3 separate regions of the Mus musculus genome follow, and all the other regions are linked to region 3. Evidence: chromatin contacts called from public ChIA-PET and HiChIP or PLAC-seq data. All regions are on one chromosome and are shown on one strand. The core of a region is the stretch at or near the end of the contact, and the rest is flanking DNA. Distances in the headings are between cores, read along the strand shown. Region 1 overlaps Cacnb4 (calcium channel, voltage-dependent, beta 4 subunit). Region 2 overlaps Cacnb4 (calcium channel, voltage-dependent, beta 4 subunit). Region 3 overlaps Neb (nebulin).

Region 1 (2,775 bases), core at 216-2,715, 210 kb after region 3:
CAGCCTGAGCTGACTGTTACACCGGTCACGAGTTCACTTTCTATAGAGCCAATATGACCCATAACCTGAGCGTTGCTTCATCCCTTCACCCGGTGTCACAGTTCTGGTTGGGACAAAGATGATGATAATCAGGAAGTGCTACTGAAAGGGAGACCCTACACAAGCACCAGGAAATCTTTATCAGGTGTCACAATCAGTGTGTTTGTTAAAATGGCTTCTCAACTTGACCAAGGATGCTAGATGTTCATCAGAAGGAAAGCCACAGTCAGTGAAGGGAAAGCACTCAGGGTTTGGAGTCGATTTTATTCCAGGACTAGCTCTCTCAAGGACTCCCTGTGCCAACTTAGAGACACCAGAAAGCCTCGTCTCCTGCATGGGCATGGGTAGGTATGCCTGAATCTCTGTTTCGCCATCTATAAATGGGATAAAGACAGTGTGTCATCTACAGTGTTGTTAAGAGGGGTTGGTGATTCCCCCCACAAATGGGTTACTATTTACCATTCCATCCCTGCCTAACCAGGAGCCCTTCCCAGCTTCTCATTCCCTGATACTCTCAAAGAGTTTGTCAAATGCAAGTTACAAGTTAGACGTCCATAAGCAAGAAGGTTTGTAACTTAACTTCTAGCCTTGTTAAAAATGACCTCAGACTGGCTCGCAGATGCAAATACAAACCACTAAGCTGGAAAACAGTGTAATCGCTGTAAGACCTGGCTAAGCAGAGAGCTCTTACCCTTGACACCAAAGCACAGACGATGGAGAATTCATAAGCTGGACTTCACCAAAAATTATAAAAAAACTACTTAAAAGGAGAAGATGTACCAAGGTGTGATTCAATGGTTAAGTAGCAGCTTAGCATGTGCCAGGTCCTGAGTTCAGTGTCCAGTATCACACACACACACACACACACACACACACACACACACACTTATACACTGGGAAATCTCATCTGTACAGGACTCCTTCAAATTGAGAGAATGTTGCAGAGTTTTCCCTGTCCAATTACATGAGTGCAGTGATTGCACAGGGAAAAGGGAGGCAGAGCTAAGAGTGGCAGGGAAAGAGAGAGAGCGCATCTTAGGGTAGGAAGAAAAGAAAAAAAAAAGGGTTGGTGAGTTAATACATACAAAGCCAGAACACTGGCTGGCACAAGGCATCATATAAATGGTAGCTATTCCTGTTCTTGCAGTAGTGTTGATATAATTTAATTCTATTAACATTACAAATGACTCTCCGATGAGGTTTCAGTAACCAACTTTCTTGGTTTGCCTGCGACAAGATAGTTCTAGGCGGTGGCCACCCTGGGGCACCTCAATTTCATTATCACTCTCTCTCCTAAAGGTTGTAACTGAACGTCAAGTGACAGGAGAATGCGTTGCTCATCTTTCAGTGGTGTTCCTGGGGTTTTATGATGATCTCACCAACACAGCTAACCAAGTGCTAAGGGCATGTGGCATGAGATGGCTGATGTGGGTTCTGGTGGGCACTCTACAGTCAGGAGAACGGTACTTCAGCCTGGCCTTCCACAGGAGGAGTCTGGAACTTTGGGAGTGCGGGTGAAAAACAGGAAGTGGAGAAATAAAGATCAGATGGGTGTGGTCCTCCTTCAGGATGTTGTCAGAAAGTAGTCAGGTGAGGAGGTGACTCTGGAGGTTGATGGTAATCCTGAACCCTTTAAATATCTGTGTCTGTGTCTGTGTCTGTGTCTGTGTCTGTGTCTGTGTCTGTGTCTGTGTCTGTGTCTGTGTCTGTGTCTGTGTCTGTGTCTGTGTCTGTGTCTGTCTCTGTCTCTGTCTCTGTCTCTGTCTCTATCTATCTATCTATCTATCTATCTATGAATAACACTGATGCCCTGTGCTACAACTCGTGGTGTGACATGTGCTTACAGCCTGACACCTGAGTTCACTCCGATCACCCAAGGAGAGAGAAACATCAAATGAGAACCATCCTGTGTATGGCCGATGTGAATAAAAGAACAGTCCTCAGAAAAAAACCCACCCAGCTAAGAAGAAGGGATGACATCAGACCTCTAGAACAGGCCGCTGTGGGCAGCACCACCTGCTGTCACGTCAGTTCCACCACAAAGCCGAAGTCCCTGGTGGATTCTGAATGGTTCTCCAGAAACTAGAAGCTAGCCAACTTTCCCTTAGGATTTTACTGCAAAGTGACCTGCGACCACATTTGCACCATAGTTCCTTCGGGAATTCTGTATCTCTCACACACACTCAATAGCCGGAGCTGGGTCCCAAGCAGCCCTGAGACTGTCCATGCACCTGCCAAATGCACTTCTGGAAATACTTGCTGCAAGCTCATTCAGTCTGAGAAGATGCTCTGATTCAGGAAAGGCTATGTGTGAGGTCTTCTGGCGGGGGAGGGGTCTGTCTGTGAGAGCAGGTACTGCCAGCTCGACTTGCCTGCTCTGAGCCTACTAACAAGCACTTTCTACAGGCACCTGCCCATTACAGAACCCAACAGGGAGACAGAGCTCAGCTCGCCTTCAGCATTATAAAAATGTCCACTTGTTGGCTGACTAGTCTCTGGCTTACAAAATCAACCGGCGGGGGTGAGAGAAGAAAGGGCAATGGAGACGCAGACGTAGAGAAGAGAAGTACTGAGGACTCATTCCTTGGCTGAGGTTGCAGAGGTGGGTGAGGTCACGCTGAAGCTCAACCCAGGAGCAGTGACTCACTGGAAGCTTGCTTGGGCTTTTGGTGTTTGACATGCATGCACAAAGCAATGTGTGTACAGAGCCAGCGTCACTACTGCATTTACCACATT
Region 2 (3,056 bases), core at 480-2,979, 260 kb after region 3:
TATCAATAGCAACATTAGCATATCCTCAAGTTATTAAAACCTCCTAATAAGCACAATATATCAAAATTCTATAATACATCATATATGGGCAAACTGCGCCATTCCATTGTTTTAAATACAAAAAAGTCTGAATTATACCGGTCTGCAATTCAGACTATTTTTCTGGGCTATATTCCCAGATATGCTTTAGCCAAAGAGTAGGAGCATTTTAAGCCTCTTGATCATACTGCCAATTTTTGCATGGAAAAATTACACCGATTTACATCCTATTAGCTCAACCTAGAGTTCCACCCATAGTCCTATCACCAGCAGTGAGATGAGTAGAAGGCACTAGTCTAGTTGGTTTTTATCTTAAAATCACAACTGCCTACACATCATATTTGACATCTTTTATTGAATACATTGGTTTTGGGGGGTACAATTTTTAAACTGCTAACTTTCTATGGAATAAATTGCATGCCACCACAGTTTTTATTTTCAGCTGTGCTAGCAAATAAATGAATGTGAATATATACAATATTTTTATAAGCATGGCTAACTTAGTTTCTCTGAAAGAGGAATGTCTATATCTAAACACTAGAGACTTCGGCTGTTTTCTAGAAAACTACAGAAAAAGTGTATCAGGGCTATCAGACATGACGGGTTAGAGTTGCTTTTGGAGATATTTAAAATTCCTCTTGCAGTCCAGAAACTCAAATACTAAAGGCTATATAGCCCATGTTTTCTAAAAAGCCCATAACTACTCTACTGGGCATCTGACTGGGAAACCATTGGCTTAGGATCACTCTAGTTTGATATCACATGCATTAAATGGATGGGCATACAGTCATCAGTATATGAATAAGACATTTGTTTTTTATTCCCAAAAGTATAATTTTGCTCCACGGGTCTGACCATACATCCGTGAAGCATCAGCCTGTAAAAGCGCCATTTCCTCCGTGATACAACCTTGATCACGGCTGTTAGTCTCATTTCTAAGAACGTTCTTCCTTTACAGGAAAAGGAAGTCATCTAAACGGCGACGCACCCAGCGCCTAGCTGAAGTGTTGACACAGAGAAGATGAGCACGCCTGGTATGAATTTTCAAACTGCCAATTCTTTCAATACAGAGACTCTTCTGCAGTCTGTGGGCCAGGCATATGAGTCCCTATTAACTGCTGATTTACAGTGAAGTTTACACAAATATGAAACCACAGTGGGTCCTCCAACCCACCTTGAATCCCCCATGCATCTTCAAACTGCCACTTATGCCCCCCTGTTAAGCACACTGGAACCGTCTGTGGCTATTGAAGGTGATGTTGTATGTAGCATACTCCACCTGAAATGGAAGGAGCTCACCTCTGCACACTCTTCAAACTAGGTTGTCTAACACTCCAGGGAGAATAAAGAGAAGGAGATAGGGAAAAGTTATCTGCCTGTCAACAGTGGCATAATCTATTTAGCTGGTATCTACTAGCATAAGAAAAGCCCAGGCAATCAGCTACTTCCGCTGTGCTGGACCAAGTGTAGTAGCTGCAAACAATTCCTCCCTGGGTGGGACAAGCAGAGGGACCAGACCAGGGAAGGCAGATTGACAGCTACCATCCTAGGAGGATGAGGGGTCTAAATGAACTCTTAGCAATCACTAGCACGGGGAGCTCTTCATGAGTTATTTTTATGTTTCTTCCTTCTCCTCTCAGGTGCTAAACGTGGCCACTCCTACTACCCCAGAACCCGTCATGGAAGAATAGATAGGGGAGAAATGTAAGTGCTGACAACGTGTGTGTGCAGTAACTATTGGGTCAGAGGGCATGGGTGAGCCAAAGACTGTGGAAAATTTGCACTTGATTTCCCAGCAAGAAGAGCAAGGGACTGGTTTTACTTTGGTAAATAAAATGGGGGTTCCAGTGAATTCTTGTGTCCTTTCTGGAAAATTACCACCATGCTCCGGCGTCAGTATGCCAACCGAAGAATTAACTGACAATTGGTGGATAGGCTATCTGAACTTGAAAAATTAAATCTTCATGTTGCAATAAACATTCTTTAAGATATACAGCTGCAGTCCAGCGGGTACTTCAACTGGCTCGCTTGGTTGAAACTACTTTGCCTGAGGTTGGGTTGTTTCTTCCATGGACATCACCCTCAAAAAAAAAAAAAAAAAAAAAAAAAGCCTCAGGCCAGGAAAAACCAAGGCACAGCACTAAGCACCATCAGCTGCGGTGACACATTCCAAAGGAAGGGAGTCTCTCTGGTGCTTTGAGCTAAATTAAAGGGGCATTATTAGCAAGACAACCAGCTCTGGTGCTGAAAGTAGCAAACAGGACACACACCCGAGACTGCAAGTCACAAGGTCGCACCTTCACACCTAAGCACTGGCAAGTGTCACCGCAAACCACCACACCCGCCCTCTCCCCTCTCTTCCTTTATTTTACTGTCTAAATTTAGTGCCACTTCAGAAGCTGCTAGCTCAGATAACTGAGTAAGGGTGTGCGTGCAGGAGAGTGATTCACAGGGCCGGTGGGGCCCACCAAGCTCAGCGGCTCCCCTTTTGTAGATTTCCATTTATAGTGACAACGTCTCTTTCACTATGCACTATCCATCTTCGGCTGCTCAGATAATCTCGCTAAAAACAACTCTTTACACATAACCATCAGAGACAGGGCTTCTCTCTTAAAATTCTGAGTCCACGAGATCTTTTTTCAATGTTCTCTTCCTTACCAAATAATCTATCACCAACTGAAACACAGCGGTCTGAAAGGCTGGACGACGAGGATACAGTTAGTCTAGAAATCAGAGTAAATTAGAAATCTTCCTGAAAAGTTACTGGAGTTTATAAACTGTAGATTAATGTCATCGTGTATGGTTTTTCCCCCAAACAAAAATCAAAGAGGACAACAGACAACATCAAAGGGACAGACAAACCCAGCTTCTTGTCCAAGGATAAAACTCCAATCATGCCTCTAACTGCCTTCTCAATTCCCCTCCTTCCGCAGTTCTCACCCCACGGGTCCCTCCAGGCCTTACCCACCCATGCTTTGATTCAGTACATGGGCTTTTCCCATTTCACCAACTCACAC
Region 3 (3,234 bases), core at 424-2,923:
CTCCTTGACTAACATGGCTATGCCAAAGACAGTGTCAGGTGGCTTGCATGCACCTATACCTCGACCACACCCTTCATGGAACTAGAAAGTCCTTCGCCATTATACTGCTAACTCAAGCTCTGATGTACAGAACCAGCGTAAAAGGAAGTGCAGATTTCTCCCAAATGCCCTATTTCCTGTTTTTGCAATGGTCAATATGCTAATTATCCGTGAACAGCTTTTATAGCTGTTCATTTTAGATCTCTGGATTTTTAGTGCCCATGACTGGACACAGTCATTATTAAAGTTTTGACTTAATGATTCAGCACTTCAACTTTCTCAATCCCAAGGGCTGCTGCTGTATTTTACACAGAACATTGCTAGAAAGATAAAGCAAGATCATATGATAAAGATGCTTTGTGTATCTACAGCACTAAGCAAATGTATGGTACAGTAATTATAATAATGACAACTCATAAGGAAATGGAGAAAACTGTATATTAGACAAGAGAGACAGATAGAGAGGCAGACACACAGAGAGAGAAACTGAATTTGTCTAAGACTCAGATCTGCAGACACAGTAGAATCTTGAGATCAAGCCATCCTGGGTTACATGGAAAGAACCTACCTCAACAGACAAAAACAGAACAACAAACTCTACAGTAGACTGCTAACTAATTCAGCTACCCTCCTATGATGGTTTGAATGAAAACAACCCCATAGGCTCAGAGGGAGTGGCACTATCAGGAGGTGAGGCTTTGTTAGAGTAGGAGTGGCCTTGTTGGAGGAAGTGTGCCACTGGTGGTGGGCTTTGAGGTTTCAGATGCTGTCTGTCTCTCCCTACAGCCTACCAATCCAGATGTGGAGCTCTCAGCTATCTTTCCAGCATGGTGTCTACCTGCTTGTTCCCCACCACGCTTCCTGCCGTGATGATAATGGACTAAACTTCTGAAGCTGAAAGCAGGCCCAATAAAATGTTTTTCTTATTGAGAGTTGCCATGGTCACGGTGTCCCTTCACGGCAATAGAAACCCTAACTAAGACACCTCCTCTGTTGAAGTAAATCCCCAATACAAAACGAAAGTGAATTAATAGATTTGGGGACTTGCCAAGGCTGCCCGTAGAAGTACTTCTAATCTTTTGGGAAACAGGTTTCTTAAGAATCAGATAGATGAATAAAATACCCATAAACACTAACGCTTCCAAAAGTCTGATTTGAACATGGTGGCAGATATCTGTTACAAAAAAAAAAAAAAAAAAAAAAAGTGCTTTAGAAGTCTTGAGGCAAGGGAATCATGAATTCAAAATTAGCCTGGGTTCTATGGTAAGACTCTGTCTCAAAAAGCCAAAACCAAACTAAATAAGGAAAACAATAAAAAGTAGTCAAACATAAAAAGCAAAGAACAAAAAACCATTTCAGAAGTTTTTGATGCTCCCCCATTTCAGGGTTCAGTCTTTAAGTCTTTCTGATGATCTGTGCGGGGGGTGGGGTGGGGGTTGGGAGAATGCCGGGCAGTTCAGGACTTTAGGCAAAGAGATGAGACCTGAGGCATCAAAAAGCTGATATACAGAGGTCTTTGTGACAACACTGAAACACTGAGAAGCAGCAGATACTATTCCTGGCCAGCCCTGGGCTGTTACAGAGAAACGGGTGCTGGGTGTGTAGCTTTGCAGCAGAGAACTGAGTAGGAGTGTAATTCTCACAACAGAGATAGACTTGTGGCTTTTGAGGAAGTAGTTAAACAAGATAAAGAGCAGAGCACAAAACCACCCCGACATCTCCTCCAAGGTCCTTCCTCTCTTCTCACCTTCCAGGAATAAAAGCTTGCTATTTCCTCCTGCCATGGGTCTGGCTGGGGACTGATCACTCACAGTCTATACCCAAGTCCTCTTATGTCAGTAAGGGGTCCCCCTGCATGGGAGAAGGGGTGGCTGTAGCTTGCTAATTGCTGAGGAGGGTACCCTCCTCATTCCCCTTTATGTGCAGGAAGGAAGGAGGTCAAAGGGACAGGTCTCTGACCAGAAGGCGAAAGGAAAAGGCAGGCAGTGTCCTCGTGGGCAGTCTCCCCCATATCGGAAGCCCAGCATCGAACTTTCTGTCTAACCCTGAGACTTTCTCCTTAATCTTCCCTCCCACTCTCTTGTAGTTGATCAATGACAGCCTAGAAGAAAGATCGGACTGAAGTTTCCCTGAAACTTGTTAAATAGAGGAAAGGATACCAGGTCAGATCCAAGCTCTGAATATCAACTTTGTAGGGGGAGGTGACCAGATGCCAGTAGGCACAGTGGTTGTTTCCTTAAACCATAGGCTCTCCTTACCACTAGACAGCTAATGGCACTGGGCTTCAAAATTAGGCTTCCTGGTGTTTTGCTTAAACTCATGGCTTCATTTTCCACTTTCCAGATAGGCACCGGTAGTTTTTATATGGTTACCAAATGGAAAGAAACTGAAAGGAGTTAATCACTTCTCTTCTAAGTAGCTTAGCACTGAGCTACCAGTCATCTCCATTAGCAGAGAAGTTATTGTTCAGAGCATGTAGGGCATCCTCACTGGGTTACATTATTGACCGTAGTTGGTCCAGAGTTACTTTCCAGACTCAATAAAATGCCTTATGGTGAGATCCATAGGCATCTCCCTAGTTCAATGCAATAGAATATTTCAGAAGATCAGGGCTCCGTGTTACTTAACAATGTGCCGCTGCAAGACATACTTTTTACAAAAGCTTTCCAGGTTCCACAGAGAAACTACCGGAGGGAAGCAAAGAGGCAAGCACAGAGAAACTAAAGGCACTTCCCAATGGTGTATGCAGAATCCACGTTCAGCAGGTCCTGGTGAGCCTGTTCTCTCACCTGGAATATCTGTTGTAGGAACAAGTCAGGATCCTGCGTTATTCACCTAAGTCACACCTACACAGCATACCCAAGACTGAGAAGGGTGCTGGCATAAAGCTCCTGGTTTTAGCAAAGATAAAAGGAAATGAATATACTGTGAAAAGGAGAGTAAGAAGAGCCAATGGAGAGGATGTAATATCAGTGCAACCGTTGCCAGAGTATGATCATTACCAGCTGAACAGGAAGCTGTAAAAAGGACAGTAGGCACGGAAGGCATAGCTTGGCAAGGAAGCATCAAGAGTTTTAAGTGTCTGAAAGAGAGACATTTTAAATCTATTTTGGAGAAAAAGATGCTACAAAGATGCTGAGGTGGGGAATCCAAAAAGCCTGACCGTGGGGAAGATGAGGGAAAGCATCAAAAAGA

Evidence for each region. HiChIP or PLAC-seq counts read pairs in DNA pulled down with a chosen protein or histone mark. ChIA-PET counts read pairs in DNA pulled down with a chosen protein or histone mark.
Region 1: a CTCF HiChIP or PLAC-seq map of CD8 T cells shows a contact between it and region 3, with 7 read pairs. The contact joins two enhancer-like sites. A contact is called at or near these places in 1 of 15 datasets of contacts at CTCF or cohesin (CD8 T cells), 1 of 484 Hi-C or Micro-C datasets (nephron progenitors) and 4 of 115 datasets of contacts at active chromatin or transcription factors (CD8 T cells, bone marrow-derived dendritic cells, embryonic stem cells and 1 more).
Region 2: a contact with region 3 is called in an RNA polymerase II ChIA-PET map of memory CD8 T cells, with 317 read pairs. The contact joins two enhancer-like sites. A contact is called at or near these places in 1 of 15 datasets of contacts at CTCF or cohesin (CD8 T cells), 17 of 484 Hi-C or Micro-C datasets (B cells, CD4 T cells, CD8 T cells and 13 more), 9 of 115 datasets of contacts at active chromatin or transcription factors (CD8 T cells, effector CD8 T cells, embryonic stem cells and 3 more) and 3 of 9 other capture datasets (adipose tissue, liver and pancreatic islet).

Annotation. Positions count from the first base shown.
Region 1 is chr2:52,523,431-52,526,205 of GRCm38.p6, forward strand. The region is part of intron 2 of Cacnb4 (calcium channel, voltage-dependent, beta 4 subunit); the gene reads right to left. Among named protein-coding and RNA genes, the nearest start is that of A430018G15Rik, 100 kb to the left of the region's middle. Within about 2 kb of position 1,466, at least 28 of the 459 cell types and tissues checked have an H3K27ac peak or open chromatin away from gene starts, as enhancers often do. A contact at or near this core is called in CD8 T cells, where this site is marked.
Region 2 is chr2:52,569,367-52,572,422 of GRCm38.p6, forward strand. All of the region lies in intron 2 of Cacnb4 (calcium channel, voltage-dependent, beta 4 subunit), which reads right to left. Among named protein-coding and RNA genes, the nearest start is that of Cacnb4, 110 kb to the right of the region's middle. Within about 2 kb of position 1,730, at least 56 of the 459 cell types and tissues checked have an H3K27ac peak or open chromatin away from gene starts, as enhancers often do. A contact at or near this core is called in CD8 T cells, the G1E-ER4 cell line, Th1 cells and 5 more, where this site is marked.
Region 3 is chr2:52,314,273-52,317,506 of GRCm38.p6, forward strand. All of the region lies in intron 10 of Neb (nebulin), which reads right to left. 4930573O16Rik (RIKEN cDNA 4930573O16 gene) reads left to right here. Exons shown (of 4, transcript NR_040620.1): 4 at 826-968. Among named protein-coding and RNA genes, the nearest start is that of Neb, 23 kb to the right of the region's middle. Within about 2 kb of position 1,674, at least 48 of the 459 cell types and tissues checked have an H3K27ac peak or open chromatin away from gene starts, as enhancers often do. A contact at or near this core is called in CD8 T cells, the G1E-ER4 cell line, Th1 cells and 5 more, where this site is marked.